Regions from separate parts of the Mus musculus genome. Here all the other regions are linked to region 2. A link is a contact called in public HiChIP or PLAC-seq data. All regions are on one chromosome and are shown on one strand. Each heading gives the region's core, a stretch centred on a gene start, on an enhancer-like site or on the middle of the called end of the contact. The rest is flanking DNA. Distances are from core to core; before and after follow the strand shown. Region 1 has its middle 27 kb from the start of Gm22503. Region 2 has its middle 3.8 kb from the start of Gm40639. Region 3 overlaps Gm35154 (a long non-coding RNA gene).

Region 1 (3,819 bases), core at 1,294-3,793, 320 kb after region 2:
GGTATGTGGCAAGTACTGCCCTAGAAGTTTATAAATATATGAATAATATATATTATAAATACATATACACATATATAATACTACCTCTTAATCATGGATCCACCAATTTTCCATTTCTTACAGAATATTTTTACTTTGAAATATTCCTCATAAATATAAGCCATGAATTCTATTAATATATAAATTCCTTGAAAAGTCTGAACTTGCCTTTTATGTCTCATAAGTTGATAAATGAGTGACTATGTGCTAAATGACAACACAGTTTAGACATAAACTATACAAGCCCTCAGAGGAAACATCAATACTAAAAGATAAATAAATGAAGAAGGTGAATATTTTATGTGTGCTTGTTTGTTTTGTTTTGTCTTTTTTTCTTTTTCTTTTTTTTTCTTTTTTTCTTTTTTTTTTTTCTTTTTTTTTTATTTTTATTTTTTTGAGATAGCTTCTCCTTATGCAGCCTAGGATGGCTGTGGAATTTATATCTTCCTCAGACCCTGGAGTGTTGGGATTGAAGGCTTCCACCACCATGCTCAGCTAAACAAACTAAGATTGGAGAAGATTCGCAGACATAAGAGTAAACAGAAGTAGACATAGCCTTAATTTAAATATAGGAATAACGTGACCAATGGCACACAACTTGGGATCCCCGAGGTTCAGTCACAAAACCAAAGAATAATCAGTGTTAAAGTGGGAATTAATAAGGCTTATAAGAGGAGGAAAAATGGAGAATAGAAATAGAAATGAAAGGAGATTGGCTATTGTGGGAGTTTTCTTTGTAGATCCAATGTTGAGAAATGAACATACTGGTGCTAGAGAAACGGTTCCGCATTTAAGAACAGAGGCTGCTCTTCCGGAGAACATGGGTTTGAGTCCCAGTCTCTACATGGTAACTCATAGCCATTTGTAACTCTAGTTTCAGAGGATCCAGTTCTAACTTCTGGCCTCCTTGAATACCAGGCAAGGGTGTAGTGCGCGCGCGCGCGCGCGCACACACACACACACACACACACACACACACACACACGAACACAGGCAAAGATCCACACATATAAAATAATAAAATTAGGAATTAACATATAAAGTTCAGGTTTCTTGACCACAAAGAAGACAAGAGTGATGACTTTCTGCAGCTCCTTTTCATCACAACATGACAGCCCTGACGGAAAAAACCACACCTCCCATGATGGCCAAGCCCACTCTGGCCTTGTGTTAAAAGAAACAATTTCCCGAAAACACCGTAACTTCACACATTGAGATGCTCGTGGCATTTGAAAAAATTGTTTCCACTTCATAATACTGAATTTTCGAAAGTCACTGGATCCCACAGCACCTAATTGCTTTAGAAAAAAAAAGATATGACCTCACAAAAAGTATTTGAGATAGATACTTTAGTGAGCTTAAAGGAATTTTTATGTCAAATGAGTATTTTTCCTTTATTAACAAGACTACTATTTTCTTAAGAAATAAGCCACAGTCTCCAATAACACAAAAAGTTCTTCAGAAGTATCCTCATATTTAACTGTATAACCAATTCTGTAAGACAGTCAATAGCATGTTTCTAAGTGCCCCCTCTCCCCCAGGGCCCAGCCAATCACACACACTGAAAAGTGCCAGAAAGTAAATAAGGCAGCCCCCAAACCCTGACTCCTGGAGTAGAGTCAGGAACGAAAGAGGAAAACCAGTGTCCGAGAAAGGGTTGAGGCAAGGGGTTCCCTTGGGAACCTACTTTGCATGCTTTCCTTTGACAAGGTAGCAAGGACAAGAACCCGAGAAGGAGAGGTGGGATAGTTTAGGTGACATGGGAGGGTTTGAGGGACGTATACATATTTTCTATCTGCAGCTGAATGATAATATCATGAGATTAGACGTTTTCTACGGCACATTTTAGATACAGAGGATGGTCACGGCACATGTAACAGCTAGGGAAAGCATCTCCTGCAGAGTGTCACCCATTACAGATGTCCTCTCTAGCTCATCACAGCTCTCTGTTGGGAGGCCATGACTCCATAAAGGAAGCCGTAAAAGAAACTCAGCTCATTTGTATTGTGACTCCCGTGATCTGAGTGTTAAAAAAAACCTGAAAATGGTCTTCATGGTGCTTTTCTGTTTTTCTTAAGAGCCATACACATTCTAAAAGACATTTGCCACTCTCCCTAGCAAGCACTTTAAAAGTATGTAGGTTAAAAAAGAAAAACCTTCACCTCTCTCGACTGGCAGCCATTGTTTTGGAATATGAACATCTACAGGAATCCACACACCATGACAGGGAAGCAGGGGACACAGACTGGAAAGTCTCTGTCTCCCTAACTATAAGATGTGAACAAAATCACTCCATTTTCCCTAGTCCCCATTTCCCTTTCTTATAAATTATTTTCAATAAGGACACCTCCACCTGCCTCAGAGAGTCACGGAGATAACTCAAGAAGAGCTTTAGGAAAATATTTTGTACAAAGATACAATTTTCATGACATATTTTAATACATGCCTTATGCTTGCAAGGACTGTTTCAGTAAGTGTCTTTGTTAGGCAAAAGTCGAGTTATGAAACTAAAAGTACAACTTTCCATATGATGTGGCATTTCCTGCCCTGTTTTACAAGGCCATGTCCCAGATGGGTGCTTATTTATTACCATATGACCAGCCCAAGTGTTGATTGCTGTTATTAGGGCATGAAAATATTAGCCAAGCCAAGATCCCTGTTGTGAAATGCTAAGGACCATGCAGATGCAAGAAACTAAGTCACTGTGCTTCATTCACGGTTCTAATACCTGAGGAATATAAGGACCATTTCCACAAAACGACTAGAGTTGTGAATATACGACTGATATTACTTTACTGACAAATATTTCTACTGGTATTAGGAGATCACGTAAGATGGCCTCAGGTCCTCCACCCTAGGGCACCACCCTTTCATCCTGCTGAGCTCAGTTCCAGGTGCCTACCTGCCCACTGCCCTGACTTTGAACCACCCTGAGCCTAAGGTGGGAGGTCCTTCCATAGTCTCTGCTTTATTCCCAAGGAGTCTGCCTCAGTGAAGTTGTTGTTTCTAGATGCCAATGTCCTTTGCCTGGTACAAGCGACACCACTCGGCTCATCAAAGTCACTGAAGAGCCCTGTTGAAGTGACCAAAGGAGCCAGGCCAACAAAGTAAACTGTAAAACAGGCCAGGCAGGTCTATCTTCCTGACTACCTAAACTATGACATGGGGGCAGTGACCTCTGAGGTTCTCCTGCTTGGACTTAGAGAAACATACATCCAAACATGGTTGGAAATGTTAGAAAGAATGAGAGAGAGAGAGAGAGAGAGAGAGAGAGAGAGAGAGAGAGAGAGAGAGAGAAAGAGAGAGAGAGAGAGAGAGAGGGAGGAAGGAAGGGAGGAAGGAAGGAAGGAAGGAAGGAAGGAAGGAAGGAAGGAAGGAAGGAAGGAAGGAAAGAGAGCTTGGAACTGGGATTTTTATTTGGAATCTTACCTTTATACGTATTAACAAGTAAATCAAAGTTATCTTCTAAGTTTTTTTAAAGTGGTTGTTTCTAATTCTTAGATGTCATTAGCAAACACAAGTAGGCCACACTCAGAGAAAAAGGCAGCACCTCTTCTCTGTTAGCCTACGAGCAAGGGCTATATGTCAGGACCAGTCTGTTCATCAGTCTATTGTTCTGCAGTACAAGAGAACACTCTATCTATGCCGAATATTTCAGAAGACACTGGCAGGTGACCCAAGGCACAGAGGAAGAAAAATGGCTGGGAAGCGGGTCCTTGTGGCTCCCTTTACCTGTTCCACTGACAGGCCTTGAGCATCCTTAAGAACAGAAGACAGTAT
Region 2 (4,027 bases), core at 1,508-4,007:
TTATTTATTATTCAAGAAAATAAGCAGAAAGAAAAAAATTCTCTTCTCTTCACTTTTCTTGCTAATACAGAGCCTCTATATACTCTAGGGTGTCCTTGAACTTAGCAAGTTCCAGGGGACCCTGGAACTCACAATTCTATCACCTTAGATTCCTGAGGGCTGGAATTATAGGCATATATTACAATAGCAACTGAAAATTCAATTAACTTTTCTTCTCTTTTTTTAAACAAATCATTTAAATTTTGTCTCATAAAATATATTTTGATCACATTCTTTCCCATCCCCCAACTCCTTCCAGATTTTTTGTCTTTCTCTACCCACCTAACTTCAGGTTCTTTATTTCTTTCTGTCTCTCTCAAAATAAAACAAAACAAAATAAAACCCAAAAAGAAGAGGAAGAAGAAGGAGAAGAAGAAGAAGGAGGAGGAGAAGGAGAAGGAGAAGAAGGAGAAGAAAATTAAAACAAACTAGCTAAAACACCCCAAAACCAAGAAGATAAAAACAAAACAAAAAGCATGCAAAAAACATGGAGTCTGTTTTGTGTTGACAACTACTCCAGGACTTGGGGCCTGCCCTGCAGTGTGGTCAGAATAGGCCAACTCTGATTGCATTGGAGAAAATTGATTTTCCTTTCCCAGCAGCTATCAGGTGCAAATAGCAATGTGATAAGGGGGACTCATGTCTTCTTCCCCTTCTCTATGTTGGGATTTTGTCTGCTTTGAACTTTGTTCAGGTCTTGTACAGACCGACACCGTCTCTGTGAGTTCATATGTGTAGCAGCCTTGTTGTGTGTGGAAGATGCCATTCCTTGGAGCCAGCCACTATCACTGTCTCTGAGAATCTTTCTGCTTCCTCTCCCACATAGGTCCTTGAGTCTTGAGAGAAGGGGTTTGTTAAAGACATTTCATTTAGAGCTGATTACTCTAAAGTCTCTCAATTTCTGCACACTGTCCAGCTGTGGGTCTCTAGTTAGTCACTATTCACAGGAAGGTGAAACTTCTCCATGAGGGTGAGGTGACACATTGATCTATGAGTGTAGCAATATATCCATATTAAATCATCCAGACAGTTTATTGCTATGTTTATTGCAGAAGTTGCCTTTAGCAGTAGGTTTCCCACTAGGGCCTATGACCTATCTATTTTAGACTTTTGGCCACTTTAGCAGTGTATTCTTTAGTGTGGATTCTGTTTCATGCAATGCGTCTTAAACCCAATCAAAAAGTGGCTTGTTACTCCTTTAACATCTGTGCCATAGCACATCTGTATTGCCTGCAGAAGACCACCATTGTAGGTCACAGGGTTTGTAGTTAAGTGGTATCGAGGACAAATTTTTCTCCTCTGGTATTATGCAAAGTACCTTCTAGCACCATGGATACCAGTCGGCAGGGGCAAAGCTTTTAGCTAGGCACCAGCTTAAGTTCTCCCTGCTTGATGACATGAGTAAGTGTATCTTCAGCAATAGGGCATTACTGTCAGATTATAAAGAGTGATGTAACTTTGGCAGTGGTAAAATTTTATTTTTAAACCAAGAAATTTCTGTCTGTGTTACCTCTGTTTACTTCCCATTTTTCAATAAAACATGAATTTAGAAAAATTAAGTCTTTTTAAAAAATTCCATGCATATTTTTTTTATCCCTTATAAAATAATTTAGTTTGTAATGCTGTGTAGGATCATTCCTAGGAGTCTGTGTTTTAGACAATTGATTACTGTCCCAGGTTGAGAGTTGAAAATAGGACTACCCTTATGTGGTTTTAAGCAGAAGGAAGTATAATTCTTCAAAATTCCTGGAAGGACTGCAGGCCGCCATTGACGGAGAGAGCACAGCTAGTTTGTTCTAACACCAGCTCTAACACCCACCCTCTCCTCAGCAGCTTCATGTGTTAAACCGAAAGCAAAGAAAGGCCAAAGCTATGCGTAATCTTTACAGATGCTACAGGCAAAGGGAGATGGTATGAGATGGCCGCGTGCCGCTTTGAACAAGGGCTCATGTGTGAGAACACAGCTGTGATGTGGTTGATCTGGAGGCTGACAAAGGTACCTCGTGTTCTAGGTCAGGAAAGCGGCAACCCTGAGTCGCTTTCTTCCCTTGTGAAACTTATTATCAAGAGATACCAACTTGCTGCCAAGTCAGGGTGTAAGTTTAGGAATGATGCAAACAATCTGAAAGACAGAGACAAAACAAAAATATTTGCTGCTTTGCCAGAGAAACAATGAAATATTTAGCTGTTGTGTGTCTTTTATGCTCCGGAAGCTTCCGAATTGGCAATCTTTGTAACTCTTAGAGTAAAACCGAGGAAAGAGGCTAGGAGAGGCTCATCCTGCTTAGTACCTTCTGGGTTGTTCTAGAGGAGAGATCATCTCATGTATGCAGCCTCGCATAAACCGAAACTGAAAGGCCAAAGGGAATAAAGCTCAGCCTCTTACGCTTTAGGCGGCACTAATGAACATCTTGATATTTATATGTCTTCTAATACTTTAATAACAAGCTATATAGACTCATGTCTCTTCACCACTCCACCCTCACGAGCCCCGCCTCTGCATACTTTCCATCTATATAGACAAAGGTAAACAGTCGGTTTGGGTTAGAAGATGTTATTTGGGAGCCATTCTTATAAGATTCAGGTGGAAGCAGGCAGGGACAAAGAGAGAAGCCTTCCCGCGATGCCATCCCTGGGAGCTCAGCCACACCCTCTCACTGGGAGCACGGACTTTCACTGTGGCAGGAGGTGTTTGTTTCTGGGTCACAGCTCTGTATTGACACTGCTTTTTGTTTTGTTTTGCTTTCTTCTTCTTTCTGAATGACTCAGATGTTGGTCTGTTGCTCTGGGTTAATGGCAGGAACAAATCATAGGGCCCACTGTTGCTAGGCTGGAAGGAGTGGACGTGACAGCTGGCACTCACTGGAGGAAGTTAACATCTGGACGCTGGAAGGCCTAAATCTGGTGACTCAGCCACCCTGCTTTCAGATACTTGTATGCGATGTGCCCATAAACATCTGACACTTCCTGGAGCGGTAATAAAGTTCATGACAAAGATTTTGGTGTCAGTAGTCTCTCTGCTAGGATATTAGCCATAGTGGTGATCAATTCTGAGAATGGATGGACTGTTATTAATTGCTTACAACTTAACACATGCCAGGCTCAGCCCTACCAGTTCATATAGCATAATACTGTGAAAGGTATATTGGCAGGTTTCCCCTCTTTTATTCAAAATAGTCGTTTCTCATATGAAATCAAAGTTTGCTTTGTAATTGGCCAATACCCAATTTAAAATTAATTCAAACTGAGTCCAGTTAGACAGAAGGGGATTCCAGGAGTGTTCACAGAACAAGTGTTATTAGAAGAAATCACAAAAAGGCAAAAACCAAACTTTAGCAAGCACTGAACCTTAACTCAGAGTAACTACGCCTGCTTTAGAAGGCAAGACACTCAACAGAAATTTAGAAGACAAAAATATAAAAGGCTTTGGACATGAACTAGCATAGTCAGATACCGAGGACTGAAGGAACTGGTTCAAACAGCCCAGAAGTATTTGATACAGGGCTGTTCATTCAGAGGGACAAAGATTCTGAAGGTTTTGGTGCATAAGAAAGGGCAGATCAGTTTAAAAGTGCTTCTCCGGGATTACTATAGTTATCACCAACTTTACCTTCCTCTAAAAATCTCATGAGATTCACTAAGTCCCATCCTGGCCCTCATTTACATTTTATTGTTTTGTATTTACACAAAACCCTTCCCTGACAACCGTTCACAGGTATTCAATGGCACCACACTTTCTGAGGCCAGAGACCTGTTATCCTCCTTCTTCATAAATTTATTTTTATTTTACACGTGTAGATGTTTTCCTTGCATGTTTGTCTGTGTACTGTTTGCAGGGATTGGCTGCAGAAGCCAGAAGAAAGTGTTGGAACTGGAGTTAACAGATGGTTGTTAGCAACCATGTCGGTGCTGGGAATGAAACGCGTGTCCCCTGGATGAGCTGCCAGCGCTAACCATTGAGCGGTGTCCCCCATCTCCTGATATCCTT
Region 3 (4,013 bases), core at 488-2,987, 340 kb after region 2:
GTACTGGATCTGACTACCACCTGGTTTTATAAATAAAGTTTCATTAGGACACAGTCACACTCATTCATTTACATAGTGTCTAGGGCTAGTTCAGAAGATGTCTTGGAGATAGAACGACCCACAAGTCCTAAACTATTTTCCGTCTCTGGCCTTATAGAGAAAATAAAATGACTGACCCTTGATCTAAACCAGTGTTTCTCAACCTGCTGCTACCATTTAATACATTTCCTTATGTTTTACCAAGAAGCTCCCAACCATAAAATTATTTTGTTATTAATTCATAACTAATTTTGCTATGGTTATGAATTGTAATGTAAAATCTGATATGTAGAATATCTAACATGTGACCTCCTTCATGACCCATATTTGAAAACCGAAATCTGGAGGAGATTGTGAAAACAGAACAAAAACCATGCATGCTCCTCAAAGCACTCTTCAGCCACTGCTCTGTGGATAGCAAACCCTGCCATCTACATACCTGTGTTCTTTCAAAAAGTTGACGTGTAAACTAAAATTCAATTTCATCCATAAGCAGCTGCTTTTACCTAAGTCTGTCTGATTTCCTTGTGCTCCATTACTCCCTGGCTAGCTTGTAGCACCTTACTTTGGACAACAGTGGGTGCCCTGCCCCTGCCAAAACATGTTGTGCTCCAGTTAATATACTATATTTTTTAAAAGATCCAGAGACGCAATAGCCAATAACATGATTACTTACTCACAACATGCCAATGAAATATTAGTATTTGTCTAATCATGAACATTATCCACAAACTTGTAACAGTGGGATCATCAAGGGCTCTCCCTCTGCTCACCCACACTTCTTCAACCACTATACCTATAGACTCACAAAGACATTTGGGTATTGGCAAATGAACCCCTCCTTGTTTGGGGAGATGAGCCTGGGCCTGAATTTTGTACTAGAATTACTTTAAGTGGTTTCAGTAAGCGTGGTTCAACACCTGTGCCATCAGCATCATCTGAGAACTTGCTAGAAGTGTAAATTCTCAGGTTGTATCCCTGAATTATTGAATTGGAAATTATAGGGGTGGAGCATAGACATCTGTTGTTATTTATAGTGTTCCCATTGAAGAAAGAAGGAAAGAAATGCTGATTTAAGGACCTGGCATCATTCCTGAAGATGGAACCAGAAGAAAAGAACATTATGCTCCCCATTACTGCCTGTCCATGAAGTCTTTCTCCGGCCAACATTTGCTTTACATGTGCAAATCCCTAGGGAGAAGTATTTCTTCTTTGACTTTACTGGAGCAAATACTGAATAGAAAAACACATTACAATGCACCCAGTGATCAAATATCTGACCTCAATTATGCTCACTGTATTTTGTTTGATGCTTATCAGAGTTCTAGCAATATATGAGTCAGTGTAAAAAATGGATCCTATATATCTACTCCAGTGAACACCTAACCAATACTATGTCATAGTCTGATAAAAGAATTTTTCAGCTAAAAAAGACTGCCAACAAGCATCTCTTATTAAGATGCAAATCAAGCACTTTGAATGAAAAAGTTGGTATCTGGAACTTGGGAACTTTCACTGATGGAAAAGTTGAGAACATTTAGTTGGGGAATGGGCATTTGAGCTAATCCAGCTGCAAATTACATTTTTAGAATTGGACAAATGCACTGTCCAATTAGAGAAGGGTGTATGGGACAGGGCAGTAGCAGAGGAATGACATCCTGAAGAACTAAGGACTAGAGCACAGAGCTGGAGTGAGTGTGACGTAAGAGGAAGTAGAGGGAACAAGATGCACACAGTGGTGCTTTCCTTCATTATTTTAACAGATCACCACAACTTCTGTTTGAGACTAGAAGGAAGCCGGAAGTGAGTCACCACTGAGGTAGTTCAGCAGGACATAAAGGTAGTTAAAGCAGGGGAAGATAGAGAGAAACAGACAGATTTCGGAGCATATAGATTTTCTGATACAGAGTGGAGGAAGCAGGAGTCCAGGCTGACTCCTGAGTTTCAGCTGCAGGGAACTCATTAGCACAAACCCATAACTCAAGGTCTTCCTCTAGAAGAAGACCAAAAGGAAGCAGGCTGAGAAAAACCAGAAGGAAAGACTGTTGCAATGGTAATGGAAGACAATGGAAGAATGAGAGGTTCTGATTCCTACTCATAGAGAAGAACTCAGAAAGAATTGCCATTTTATAGGACACATATTACAACTAGGCATCCTGGCAGAGAATGTGTCCCAGGTTCTTCCTCAGGGAAAAATTTACTCTATCCTTTCAAACCTTATCTCTAATTATAGAGATTTTCATTTTGTCATAAGGATAGATGAAGTCATTAAAGTCTAGTCAAACAAAAAGCTATTTGACCAAATTAATTGTGTCTATAAAATATATGACAGAAGTCTCAGCTGCCCAAGATTCTGTCCCATAATTCTGACTTTTTGATAGCATTGAAAATATCTTAGTCCTAAGACAACTTGCCTCAGAACTTCCCGTGAAGTCTATCAAATATTACCTCAGGTAAAAAACTTCTTCAATCAGTGATGGCCCAGCACTTGGGAGGCAGAAGCAGGAAGATTTCTACAAGTTTGAGGCCAGTGTGGTCTTTAGAGCGAGTTCCAGGATAGCCAAGGGTATACATCAAAACCCTGTCTTGGAAAAATTAATGTTAAACAACAACAACAACAAAAACCTACTTCATACTCAAGGATCCACACAGGCAGGTATAACAAGTTGGCCATCACACAAAAGTCAGCCTAAAGGTTAAAGGCTAGCTGCCAGGACCAGAACCTCAGTCTTCTCATGTCCCCCAGCAATGCAAGTGAAATATAAAATGGGCATCCAGGGCAGCTATGGACTGGGAAGCAACAGAGAAGCATGCACATATGAAACCTAAAGATTCTGTGCACTTGGGAGCTTATACTTTCCTCCAGATACAGGTTATCCTTCACCAAAAATAAAATAAACATCAACAGAAATGTTGTTTGCTTTTGAGTTGTTTACCCTGGGTTACAGGGCCTGATGCTGGTACAATTTCTGTCAAGCTGTTAGTTTCACTTTAACTTTTATTCCAAATGATTCTTTGGCAAGAATGGGACAAGGCTGAAGCAGGTGGCCTCCGAGCATGCATCTATAACTCCCACGTACTGCACTAGGCACTGAAGCTACATCAACTACACTTGATCATCACAGAAATCCAATGGGCTGGTGACTAACCGTTTCATTTCACAGATGAGGAAACTGAGACTTGAAAGCATTAGATAACTTATTACACATGTCTAAGTCAAATACCAGTGAGCTTTTTAGCAAGCCCAATGTTAAAAGAAGCAACACTGTCCAAGGAGAAGTATGACCACATATCAAGCTCTGCCATTAGACAAAGTCAAAATGAGAAGACAGCCAAAGGGGATGGAAGTAAAAGGGAGAGGGCTCAGGTTACCGAAGCAGAGCTGGCAGTGGGTGGAAGGCTTGGCAAAAGCTGATGCCTACATGGCATCTAGTAGAACTAACGCTTATGGAAAGAAGATGCAAATTGGTTAAAGATTAGAAGTTGGCATACTGTTTAGACATTTTTGTTTTTATTTTGCTTCAGTTTGCTGTTTGAGAACTCAGTGGGTATATATTACCAGATTTGTTCAAATCCACTCCCACCACCGTCTCTCCAGTCCCTCGCCTATTTTCCTACCAATTTCCTTTCTAAATTCTTAATTTTATTGTTAAGGTCAGTGAGTTCACTCATGTTATCCATATAATACATTTGTAGCTTCTCTGGGATCGCCTCCCTGATGAAGTGGACTCTTGTTCTGCAAGCATCCACCAACTGCCAATAGCTCCTCAGCTAGGGGTGGGGCTTCATGAGGCCTTCCTGCTCCAGTTGTTGGACTTTTGGGTGCTTTGATCTTGCAAAGGTCTTAAGCACATAGTTACAGCCGCTGTGAGTTTATGTCATATAACAGTGTTGTCAGAGCCAGACAATACCGTTTCATTACAGATAACCATTGCCTCTGACTCTTACAATCTCTCTGTCCCCAAGCCTTGAGG

The links. HiChIP or PLAC-seq counts read pairs in DNA pulled down with a chosen protein or histone mark.
Region 1: a contact with region 2 is called in a BATF HiChIP or PLAC-seq map of CD8 T cells, with 6 read pairs. The contact joins two enhancer-like sites. A contact is called at or near these places in 1 of 15 datasets of contacts at CTCF or cohesin (CD8 T cells), 1 of 484 Hi-C or Micro-C datasets (liver) and 3 of 115 datasets of contacts at active chromatin or transcription factors (CD8 T cells, acute myeloid leukemia and embryonic stem cells).
Region 3: a BATF HiChIP or PLAC-seq map of CD8 T cells shows a contact between it and region 2, with 5 read pairs. The contact joins two enhancer-like sites. A contact is called at or near these places in 1 of 115 datasets of contacts at active chromatin or transcription factors (CD8 T cells) and 1 of 9 other capture datasets (embryonic stem cells).

Annotation. Positions count from the first base shown.
Region 1 is chr10:44,703,110-44,706,928 of GRCm38.p6, reverse strand. No RefSeq gene overlaps it. Among named protein-coding and RNA genes, the nearest start is that of Gm22503, 27 kb to the left of the region's middle. Within about 2 kb of position 2,543, at least 14 of the 459 cell types and tissues checked have an H3K27ac peak or open chromatin away from gene starts, as enhancers often do. A contact at or near this core is called in CD8 T cells, where this site is marked.
Region 2 is chr10:45,018,446-45,022,472 of GRCm38.p6, reverse strand. No RefSeq gene overlaps it. Among named protein-coding and RNA genes, the nearest start is that of Gm40639, 3.8 kb to the left of the region's middle. Within about 2 kb of position 2,757, at least 71 of the 459 cell types and tissues checked have an H3K27ac peak or open chromatin away from gene starts, as enhancers often do. A contact at or near this core is called in CD8 T cells, where this site is marked.
Region 3 is chr10:44,674,500-44,678,512 of GRCm38.p6, reverse strand. All of the region lies in intron 2 of Gm35154 (a long non-coding RNA gene), which reads right to left. Among named protein-coding and RNA genes, the nearest start is that of Gm22503, 56 kb to the left of the region's middle. Within about 2 kb of position 1,737, at least 17 of the 459 cell types and tissues checked have an H3K27ac peak or open chromatin away from gene starts, as enhancers often do. A contact at or near this core is called in CD8 T cells, where this site is marked.